Regions from separate parts of the Mus musculus genome. Here region 2 is linked to region 1. The links are chromatin contacts, called in public targeted proximity ligation maps. All regions are on one chromosome and are shown on one strand. The core of a region is the stretch at or near the end of the contact, and the rest is flanking DNA. Distances in the headings are between cores, read along the strand shown.

Region 1 (5,387 bases), core at 1,844-4,343:
TGGTGAAAATAAAGTATTCAAACACAACTAAAAACATGTTATGAAGACTGCTTACAGAGAAATGCTCATTTTTTTTCTGAGAGATTCAACTCAGAAAAGAGTACTAAATCGCAGCAAACCATGTTCACTCAGAGCCAAAGTGCATATGACCTTTGAGTTGAATATATCGATGCCTATAGACCTGAATGGTACACTTAATAAACCATTTCAGAATTTCATTTACAAAAGGAAATTCCATATGCAAAGAGAAATTAAGTCAACTGGCCTCCCACAGTTTAAAGTTAATTTTATAACATTAGGTTTTTGTTTAAGTTTTAACCTTTGCTTCATCTCTAAACCTGGATGGAAAATAAACTCTTCAAGCCTGTGGTTCTCAACCTGTGGGTCTCCACCCCATAGGGGTTGAACAACCCTTGCACAGGGGTCACCTAGGACCACTGGAAAGCACAGATATTTACGTTATGATTCACAACAGTAGCAAAATTGCATTTATGAAGTAGCAACAAAGATGATTTTATGGTTGGGGAGTCAACCATGACACAAGCAACTGTCATTTAAGGGTAGCAGCAATAAGAAGGTTGAGAAGATCTCCTTTAAGCAATTTAACTTTAAAAGATATAAAATCATATCCATGGGTATTGTTAAGTCTCATCTGTCTTTCCAAATATCTCTGCTTATGTCCTTATTAACCCCAACTCTGCTATATAGTGATTCAACCTGAACTTATTTCCTACAGTGTAAATCAAGATCCCAACCGCTGTTGGGGTGGGGTCCCCTAAGTGGGAACCTCCGCAGGCTATAGACAGCAGCACCACACTAGTCTCCTGCTGCCACTAATAGCTCCCATTTCAGAATCATTGTGGCTTATGGATTATCTTTGTGGGCACTAACATGGAGAACTAAGAGAGGGACAGTGAGCCATGTCCGTGACTCCCACAAGGCAAATGCTGGGCTCATCAGTGGCCTTGACCCCATTCACTTGGCAGACCACACTTCCTTTCCTAGTTATGTTCTTTGTCACAGCACAGAGTGAATGAGCAAAGAGGTTGGGAATGATGACGTCCCCAGATGGGTAACTGTCTGACGGTCAGGGGTTTTTTTCTACTCACTAGCGCATGATTCAGTAGGCTGAAGCCTGCCTGGTGAATAACGGTTACTGAGAGAACCCCGCCCAGGAGCCACTTCTATTCTCTCTATATCATTTCCACTGTTCATTGGTGGGCAAACTGGAGAAGATTTCACTAACCGTTTGCTTAAGTATTGAAGCAAGCCACAGTCATCCATCAGATGGAGCACAGGGTCCCCAATGAAGGAGCTAGAGAAAGGACCCAAGGAGCTGAAGGGGTTTGCAGCCCCATAGGAGGAACATCAATATGAACTAACCAGTACCCCCAGAGCTCCTTGGGACTAAACCACCAACCAAAGAAAACACACGAAGGGATTTGTGACTCTAGCTGCATATGTAGCAGAGAATGGCCTAGTCGGTCATCAATGGGAGGAGAGGCCCTTGGTCCTGTGAAGGTTCTATGCCCCAGTATAGGGGAATGCCAGGGCCAGGAATGGGAGTGGGTGGATTGGGGAGCAGGGAAAGGGGATAGGGGATTTTCAGAAGGGAAACTAGGAAAGAGGATAACATTTAAAATGTAAATAAAGAAAATATCTAATAAAAAAATAATCCATACTACTGAAAAAAAAAAGGATTGTCGCAAGCGCACTGACATTTTCATTTTAAAATTGAGTTATGGGACATGTAACTTACTCTTCCTACCACGTGGGGAGGGTAGTCACTCTGTGAATGGCCTCAATCTGTCTCTTAGCTTCTCCCCGCTCTGTTCTCTCAACCCAATCACATCTCGACAGGTATTCCTGTTCCTCTCTTAAGACATGCCGCCCTCCACTTGCCACCGTACAGTGCACATTCCCCCGAGTCCATCCAGTCTGGCTCTGGCTGCCTGTCTCTAGGGATCTGTTTCTGATGCTGCTTAGTGGCTAAGGGGAAGGAGCATTGGTCCTTTGGAAAGGGCAAGGAAGTTGGCTCTGTTTCAACTCCACATCAGTCTTGTTGCAATGAAGTTTCTATGCAAGAAGGCAAATGCTACTTATCCCTAGAAGCATGTCTTTATTATTTTTTTTTCTTCAAGCTACCTTGTTTGGTCTATGTGGGAACTACAGATTTTTATTGTCCTGGTGGTGACTTTACATCATATGAAGTACCTTAGTCTAGTTCTCCTAAAGGATTTTTGTTTCTTATTTCCTCATGTGGACTCTTCAAACCACTAGTGTTTCCTTTCCTTTATCATCATCAATCATTTAGTAGGTTAATTGTTCTGTGGTCAGAGTAGGGAGGCAGGTCAGCTATGTTGAGGTACATGGAGCTCTGAGAGTTTCTATCTGTAGATAAGCTCCCTATTTCTGATGTGCCACAGGGAACGATTTTATTATAAAAGAAATTGAAAGAAAAAAAAAGTGACATCTTCATGAAGGTTGCAAAATAAGCCAGGGGTGAAAGTGAAATAAAAAACCAGAAGACTGTCCATAAAGGAATGCTGAAGGTCAGGCTTGGGAGTTTAACTTACCATGAGCCCAACTGTGAAGGTGAGGGGCAGAGGAGCTGGGACATGACGATGGGGGAGGGCTGTATGTGAGCTAATTCTGCTATGAGTCTGGGAGGAAAGGGGCCACAAAATCCATCATTTGGAAGTTAAAATTTACAACCAAGACAGAGGAGGAGAACAGGTGCGCTGACCAGCCCTGTCAGGTGTCAACAGACGGCAGCCCCAGCCCTGGAGGCTAAGGCAAGAAGATCATGAATTAAGAGGCCAGCCTAGGCTACATAGCAAGACCTCATCCTTCACTACCACTCACCCCCAACACACATAAAAAATCAAGATATAAAGGAAAGGTAGAGGGGAGGCATAAATCAGTCTTAGATGTTTACAGAACGATAACAGTAACATTGGCAGGAATGCTATTAGCTTATTGCAAAGAAGTGAGAAAAGTTGGCCCCGATCCTGCCTCCCACAGCTCTCTTCCTAGACTGTTTGGTTCTCTGCCAAGTTCTGGGGAATAAAAAGCCCAAGGCGCTCTGCGAGGAAGAGGAACTGCAGCTGCAGAAGGGAGAAATCACGGCAGAATCATCGAGGTAAGACTGAGACCAAAACCGAGGGAAATGTCTAGTGGGTTTTGCAAAGAAAAAAAATCTTAGGACCTGTGGAGCACCCCTCCCTTCTTATTTCTGAGAAATAAATCACTAGGCTGGTTTGTTGTCATTGCTACTAACTCATGATGACATTTGCTTTCATCTGGGTGATGTTTAAAATTATTAATAAATTGCATGATGTAGACAGTGTTAGCCTTTAAATCTACACCGCCGTGAAACTTTACAAAGCAAGATGGTAATCTGACTTCCTCCGTTAATGCTCAGCAACTCTCTGCAAGTGGCTGTCAGTAAAAAAAGGGACACAGAAGAACTGAGTACAGAGCATTTCTGGAAAAAATAAGGAATCAACTGTCTAAATGGATAAAAAAAATTTTAAAACTCAATTGTGATTCTATTCACTTGAGAAACTTTGTTCTGAAGGCTGCTGGTCCTTTATGCTCCTGGCAATTTTTCTTCCTCATATTTTCCTCTCCTCTGTATGTCAGTGGTTCTCAACCTTCCTAATGCTGTGACTCTTCAATAGATCTTCATGCGCTGGTGACCCTAGACCAGAAAATTATTTCATTGCTACTTCATAACCGAAAGTTTTGCTACTGTTATGAGTGGTAATGTAAACATCTGAAATGCAGGATATCTGATATGCAGGATATCTGATATGCAGGATATCTGATATGCAGGATATCTGATATAAATCCCTGTGACTCCCAATGGGGTCTCCATCCACTGATTGAGACCCACTACTCTAACTGCATGCATGTGCTTCAGATATTTTAGTAAAGAACACAGCATGAAATACCTTATACTGTGGTCACGCAGGAGCCAGAGACTGCATCTGGCTGTCTGTCTTCCCAGTCTGCTTTCCACCTGTGTCTGCTTCCTCAAGTCATCCTTGCTTGCTACTGTGGTCCACCACTGGGTCCAGCATCCCGGAAAACTGTTTTTCACTTTTGTCTTTCAAATCCTTGTTGCTCCTCTTCTGATTTCCTCCCGGATGACACACAGCTCTGTGTTCCAAACATCTCAGCATCCTCTGGTTTCTCAGAGTTAGGGGCCCCTGAGCCTTGTCACACAGGAAGAGTATCCTTAAACAGTTAAGCATGCCTGCGTAGCTTGCACTGTTGCCCGCCCGCCTGGCTCAAGTTTCACGTTTTCTCCGTTCTTCTCTGAGAGGTTCTGGGATCTCCCATGCAACTGTGAGCAGCAGTAACTTCTGACTTCCTCTGGCACCTAGATGCTATTTCTTTGGATCACTGTTTACAGTGTGTACTTCACATTTACACAGAAAATAATTCCATGGTGAGCTTTAACTTTCATGTATGGGTCGAGAGAGGGTTGGGAGTAGATAAAAAGGTGACAGATTAGGACTGCTACCACGGGGTCTGCCAAGGGACACAGGAAAAGAACTTCGTGAGCAGCTTCTGGGAATGGGAGTATTGTTAATGCTCTATCCATAAATTAAATCACTGGAAGGAGACACCACAGAAACACAGTGCTGGGAGGGAATAAATATGTGCTCGGGAACGTTTATGCTAAGGGAGTCTGATCATGTGTTTTCTGTCTTGTGTTTTACATGAGTCTGACTTTGGCAAAAATCAATGCATTGTAACAGTTGACACGTTTGCAAACATTGTACGTACAAGGTTAGGGGACAGACTTCCCCCTTTGAGCCTCAATTTGCAGAAGGGACAGTTAGATACTGCAAGGTCAAATACGAACTCCTCAAATGGTAGAACTGTAATTCTGTGGAGCAATGAAAAATGATGGTTGGGTCAAAGGCTTCAGGGTCGTGGTAGGATCTCTTATCTCAGCGTTTCCTTGCCGTTTCTCAGGTGTCGATGTCTGGGTGCAAAAGAACTTTGTTGTTGTTGTTGTTGTTGTTGTTGTTTTATGGTGCTGTGACTCAAACCCAAGGCTTTGGACATACTAGATAAGCATGCTTCCACTGAACTGTCTCTCCAGGCTGCAACAGGCGCGTCTAAGGGAACAGTCCTTACAGGGCAGGCAGACCTCTGGATGAGAGGAGACCAAAGGGCATGGGGAGTTTGGAGAACATTTCCCTTGCTGCCGACTCCTGACAATACTACTTTTGCCACCAGTAGATTATACCCCTGATGGGTTGTTTTTCTTTTCATTTAGAGGAAACACATGATTTAGTGCAATAGACAAAAAAAAAAAAAAAAACCAAACCAAACAAACAAACAAACAAAAAAACAACACAGGTTTTAGT
Region 2 (5,646 bases), core at 1,423-3,922, 190 kb after region 1:
ACACACACACACACACACACGAGAGAGAGAGAGAGAGAGAGAGAGAGAGAGATACTTGCCTCTTGCACCTCTAAAGAGGACTCTGTAGTGTTTCTCTAGTCGTTTGGCCATGTAGTTGGCATTTAGAATGGCGATTTCTGTGGCTTCTTTGAGGCCCTTTCCACCCATCATCTGCAGCAAAGAGAAAAGGAGCCAGCAGCCATTGAGTGGATGAGGTAAAAGTCAAGACACTAACAGATCCCCCAGATCAGTTTGTTCAATGGTGAGCTCACCATTTCAGCATGGCTGCAGATTAAAAACGAATGGAAAATTCCAGAAAGGAAATCTGTTAGTCTCCTCCACACTTGAATTTTTTTTCTTTTTTTGTTTTTTGCTTTTGTTTGTTTGGTTGGTTGGTTGGTTTTTTTGAGACAGGGTTTCTCTGTCTAGCCCTTGCTGTCCTGGAACTCACTCTGTAGACCAGGCTGGCCTCAAACTCAGAAATCCGCCTGCCGCTGCCTCTTGAATGCTGGGATTAAAGCCGTGCGCCACCACGCCCGGCTGAAAATTTTTTTTTCTTTCAATGCTAATTTTACTTATTTTTCTTTTTGGGGGCGGGGTCATAGCAACAAAGCCTGAAAGTAGGGCACAGCTGACTGCCTGCTACTGCTCTTCAAAGAGAAGAAAAAAAGAACTGTTCTTAGAAATGTTGTAATGTGTATTTTTCATTTATGTGAATTTAAGATGTAATGAGAATTTTGAGGAATCTGATGAGATCTTGGCCAAAGTCCACCAGATCAATTTTGTGTGGTTAGCCTTTCCATTGCCCACAATGAGGAATGTAAATGTTGTTCATGTTTGTGTATAGCAACTGCCAGCCTCAATCTTTTCTTATTTTGGTGGTGAGTCCTTGCCATCATACAGGGTGAAGGACATGAAGGGCAAAGGGTTTAAAAATCAAGATTACACCAGTGTTCATGACTGAGGGACCTCACATCCAAGCACACAACTGAACAAAACAGCGGTTCAAAGTTCAAAGTGAAGAGAGAGCAATGTGACCCTAGTGAGCCATCTGAAAGTGAATGGTAAACTCTACCAGAACCTTGAAAACAAGCAAATGAGGGGAGGTTGGGTCTGGGAATAGGGTGTTGGGGAGTGCCGAGTGAGAGGACTGACAACAGCTTACAGTGGGAAAGGCACATGACTGTCATCTGGGAGTCACCGCAGCAGCGTGGATTAGGATCTCAAGTCCTAAGTCTTTGCTTTGACATGGACATGGCCCAGCCAACTTCCCACTTCCCTTCCTACATGATGGTGGCTCCAAGCACAAGGACACATCAGTTGGGTTTTATTCTCAGTGGGATGGGGCCAAAGCGCATGCTGGTGAGACCAGGCAGTGACAGTAGAAGGACATCAGGAGGGGTTCAGGGGCATCGGGGAGAGAGTATCCACAATGGGTGCAGAGGATAATGAAGAAGCTCCACCCAGTGTGTCTATGGGAGAAGTAATAGCCTGAAATAAGATAAGGCTCAAACAAACACTACTTACTTAGCTTTAACACTCATGCTCGGTTTGGTATTCTGGGCTTATGACCAAAACAGCCTTAGGGACTTTACTTTCTATATGTAAGAAACCATCTCCAGACCAAATTTGTTCGTACAAATAGCCCAATTTTACAGGATCCATGGATCAAAGGGAACTGGGGGTTTGGTTGTTTGCAAAGAAGACAATTTTCATTCTCTTCGGGCGTGTTCCTCTAATTTGCAAACGACTTGCACAACATTTCAAAGGCAGCTTCAAGGCTCCAGGGCACAGAACTGTTGCCTTTGCTTCCAATAAACTTTTCATTAAAAATCATAAATGAAGCTGGGCATGCTTGAATGAGATGCATGCTGGGAAGGCCAGGACTCGGGAGACAGACGCAGCTGGGTTAGGAGCGCAAAGACGCCTGTCTCAAAAACAAAAACAAAAACAAAAATAAACCAAAAAGGGGGGGGAACAAAAATAAAGTAAGAATTATAGGGACTGGAGAAATGACTTAGTGCTTAAAAAAACTGGCTGCTCTTCCTGTTTTCAGGACCCATACAGTGGCTAATACCTAAATGTGCCATTCCAATCCCAGGCAATCTAATATACCCAAAAGGCACTGTATAGACACAGTACACAGACATATAAACGGACAAAACATCCATAAACATACAATAAACAAAGTCTCAAACTATTACGTAAAAAGAAGTCATAAATACCGGGCAGTCTCATGACCATCCATGCCTATAGTCAGTCCCACACTTAGGGGGCTGATACAAGAGAATCATAGGCTTGTATCCAGACTGGACTATATAAGGAGACTGGGTCTCAAAATAGAAAATAACAATCTTCTAAAGAAGAGTCATAAATGTCATCGCATTCAAACAGAGCAAGCCCCACAATTACCCAGCACAATTTGTATAGTTGAGTTTGCGATTTTGTCTCACTCGAGGCTACCCTTTCTTTAACAAGAGCCACTGGTATGAAAAGGCTGCTCTAATTAACAACCTAGCAAGAGTGCCTATTCACAGATTGGACCCTAGGACGTGGGCAGGCCAGTCTGAACAAGAACTGCATAAAATCAATTCCGGCTTGAATATTTCCGTGGAGAAGGACAAGGGGGGTAAGCCGACTCTCTCGGTCAAGCTCAATTACCCCTAAAATCACAGTTCCCCAAGTCCTGAGACTGCTCAGGGTTCTAGAACCACCCCCAAATTCTCGATACATCATATCTCATCCTCCGTGCTGCCAAGAAATGCACACTATCCTGTACCCCAGGATCGCAGCAAAGCGTCACGATGACCACGCACAGTGCTTTTCACTTGCATGGAGCTGTGTGTACCCAACAGGAAACCAAATGACGCAGCCAGAACAGCCGCATGACTCATGGAACTTAATCATGTCTGGAAAAAATGTAAAGCCATCATGAGAGCCCAAAGAAACAGATGAAACAGTTCTGGGTGGCTCTTTCTAGAAGGTTTCCCTCTACCCCAGTCATCAGCACTGTCCCCTGGGTCCCTTCTCAGGTCACAGATTTCATTTTTGGCCCCTCTGAGAAAGTGAGTCCCACCGCCCCACAGTCACGCGTGTTCTTAAGCTCACCTTAATGTAAGCCCATGAAATGGGCAGGATGGAGCTGGAACCCCACGGGGCTGCACTGACAGTGCCCACGGGCCAGGTGCCTTCAGTTGGCTTTATGGAAATGACGGGGTGGCTGGGCAGAAAGGGGCTGAGGTGCTTCTTCCTGTGTTGGTTTAAAGCGCACATTGAAATGATGCGGAAAAGACGCAACTGAACCAAGTGGCCACCGTCTCTAGGAGCTCTGAACACTCATGGTGGTAGGGACATGACACTTGTAGGGGACAAATTACCAGAAAGCAACTCAGGTGGATTCTCTCAATTCATTTCTCTCTCCCTCCCTCCCTCCCTCCCTCCCTCTCTCCCTCCCTCCCTCTCTCCCTCCCTCCCTCCCTCTCTCCCTCCCTTCCTCCCTCTCCTCCCTCCCCTCTAGTAGCTTCCAAGGACTGTGGTGGACAACTTGGCAGCGGCAGCCCCACACAGCCTCCTCATAGCAACCTGCATCCTTCAAGCTATCTGTTGGCTACGGCAGGCTGCTGATCTGATGCCCCTGCCCTCCACTTGGAGCCTAACCCACGAACACTGCCCTACTATGCACCCTCTGAACCACCCGGGACACTCATTAGCTATACGTAATATAGATCAAAAGGAAAAGACAGCCGGGCTCCCAGCAACGCTAAACACATCCCTGCCCCGATCACCACCACACATTTTGAAAACTCCAGGAGCTCTGGATAATGCTGTTACTATAGCGAGGAAACGATCAACAGCTAAAATATATTCCGTCATCCATGTTGACGTCAACCAGTTACCTCTGGTAATAAAATTTGTTTCCACCTTATTCATCAAAGACATGATGAAAATTAAACCTAAATGGAGTTCGCTGTCTGCCTTCCAACTAAATCACTCTCAATATTGTCATAAGCTTTTTTTTTTTTTTTTTTTTTTTGGTTTTGTTGTGTTGACAGAGTTTCTCCGTGTAACAGCTCTGGCTGTCCTGGACTTGATCTGTAGAATAGGCTGCTCTTGAAATCACAACGATCTGCCTGCCGCTGCCTCCCGACTGCGGGGAATAAAGGCAAGTGCCACCACACCCAGCAATTATAAGCTATTTTTTTTTTAAGGAAAAGTGTAATAAATAAATAAATAAATAAATAAATAACTCTTGGAAATGTGCGGTCAAATCCATGACACAGGTACTAACATTCTAGCTCTGACCCCTTATACTTTAGAACGGCTTCCTGCTCATTGTTTAACAAGCATGCTCTCGGAGCCCAGAGAGGCTGAGTGGATACCATGGTTACTAAGTGAATACCGTTTTTTCTTTGGACCTAATCTAAAACACTCCAGCTGTGCATCCAGCTGCTGGAAGTGCACTAGACATGAAGGTTAATTCCTCGGACTTGAAGACTCGGATAGGAAGAATAAGAAGTTTTGGGCCATGCATGCTGCTTTCTAAACAATCCCGAAGCCAGCACCCCACAACTCACACTCCGATGGGCCCCATGCCAGGACCGCCCCCTCCGTGGGGAATGCAGAAGGTCTTGTGAAGATTTAGGTGAGAGACGTCTGACCCAAAGTCCCCAGGGCGGCAGATTCCCACCTATCCAAAGGGAAAGAGCGAAAGTCAACTTCCTAGCACGCAGGAAGGACATGCTGTTCTGGGCTGTTTGTCTCCCCAGGAAAGGAGCAGCAGAGCCACACCCATAAAGCCCACAGAAAAGCTTCCTAGGGGCCGGTGAGCTGGTTCAGTGAGTAAAGGCGTTTGACACTAAGTTTTACTACCTGAGTTTGATCCCGAAGACCCACTCCAGCAAGTTCTCCTTTGACCTCCACATGCACACACACACACACACACACACACACACACACACACACACACACACAAACTTAAATATTTACCGTAAAAGGTGTTCCTAAAAGATTCTGTAGACAACCTGGCATTCCACAGTCAAAGTGACTGTGGTTTCTTTGGAAATGGAAACTGAACCTTTAGCCCTATTCAGATTTAAAAACACGCGCTGGGGCAGTCCTTAACTAAATATCTACCTTAGGAGAAAGGAGAGGCAGCACTACTAACCCTGAGCTGCAATGTGTTCACTCTATGGAACAGGCAGCTTTTACAGGATCAGCACCACCTTCCCTGGCCAGTTCAAGGCTGGGTATTTATTATGTGCACCTAGACTCTGGGTCCTAGAGGATGCTGGGCTGAGGAGGAGGGAGTGAGGCTGCCAATTTTCCTGAGACAATACAGATACCTAGCTGCGCTATTCAACTGGGAATCCAGCCGCCGATGAAGGTGGAAAGACACGTTTGCTGCTGAAGCAGAGCACGACCCCTGGACTGCACTTATGAACGGAATCAAACGATTCAAACGAAGGAAGGAAAAAGTTAAGGAGGCAGTTGTTCACTGGCAGTCACTCCTGCAACCGAGGAAGGCAGGACTGAATCCCTGGAGGTCCTGATGATGTTAAAAACCCCAGGTAAAGTGGGCCATGGGAACTGAGCATCTACCAATGGCTGCCCAGAACTTGGTTCTAAAACTCCATCATCTAGGGAACT

The links.
Region 2: a targeted proximity ligation map of pancreatic cancer cells shows a contact between it and region 1. A contact is called at or near these places in 4 of 484 Hi-C or Micro-C datasets (the MNK3 cell line, bone marrow-derived macrophages, embryonic fibroblasts and 1 more) and 3 of 130 datasets of targeted methods (the 230-238 cell line and pancreatic cancer cells).

Annotation. Positions count from the first base shown.
Region 1 is chr19:29,922,020-29,927,406 of GRCm38.p6, forward strand. It overlaps Il33 (interleukin 33), which reads left to right and starts at 3,094. Exons shown (of 8, transcript NM_133775.3): 1 at 3,094-3,142. Gm41832 (a long non-coding RNA gene) reads right to left here and starts at 5,025. Exons shown (of 5, transcript XR_877808.2): 1 at 3,957-5,025.
Region 2 is chr19:30,110,614-30,116,259 of GRCm38.p6, forward strand. Gldc (glycine decarboxylase) reads right to left here. Exons shown (of 25, transcript NM_138595.2): 19 at 4,575-4,687; 20 at 3,109-3,250; 21 at 60-171. Among named protein-coding and RNA genes, the nearest start is that of Gldc, 62 kb to the right of the region's middle.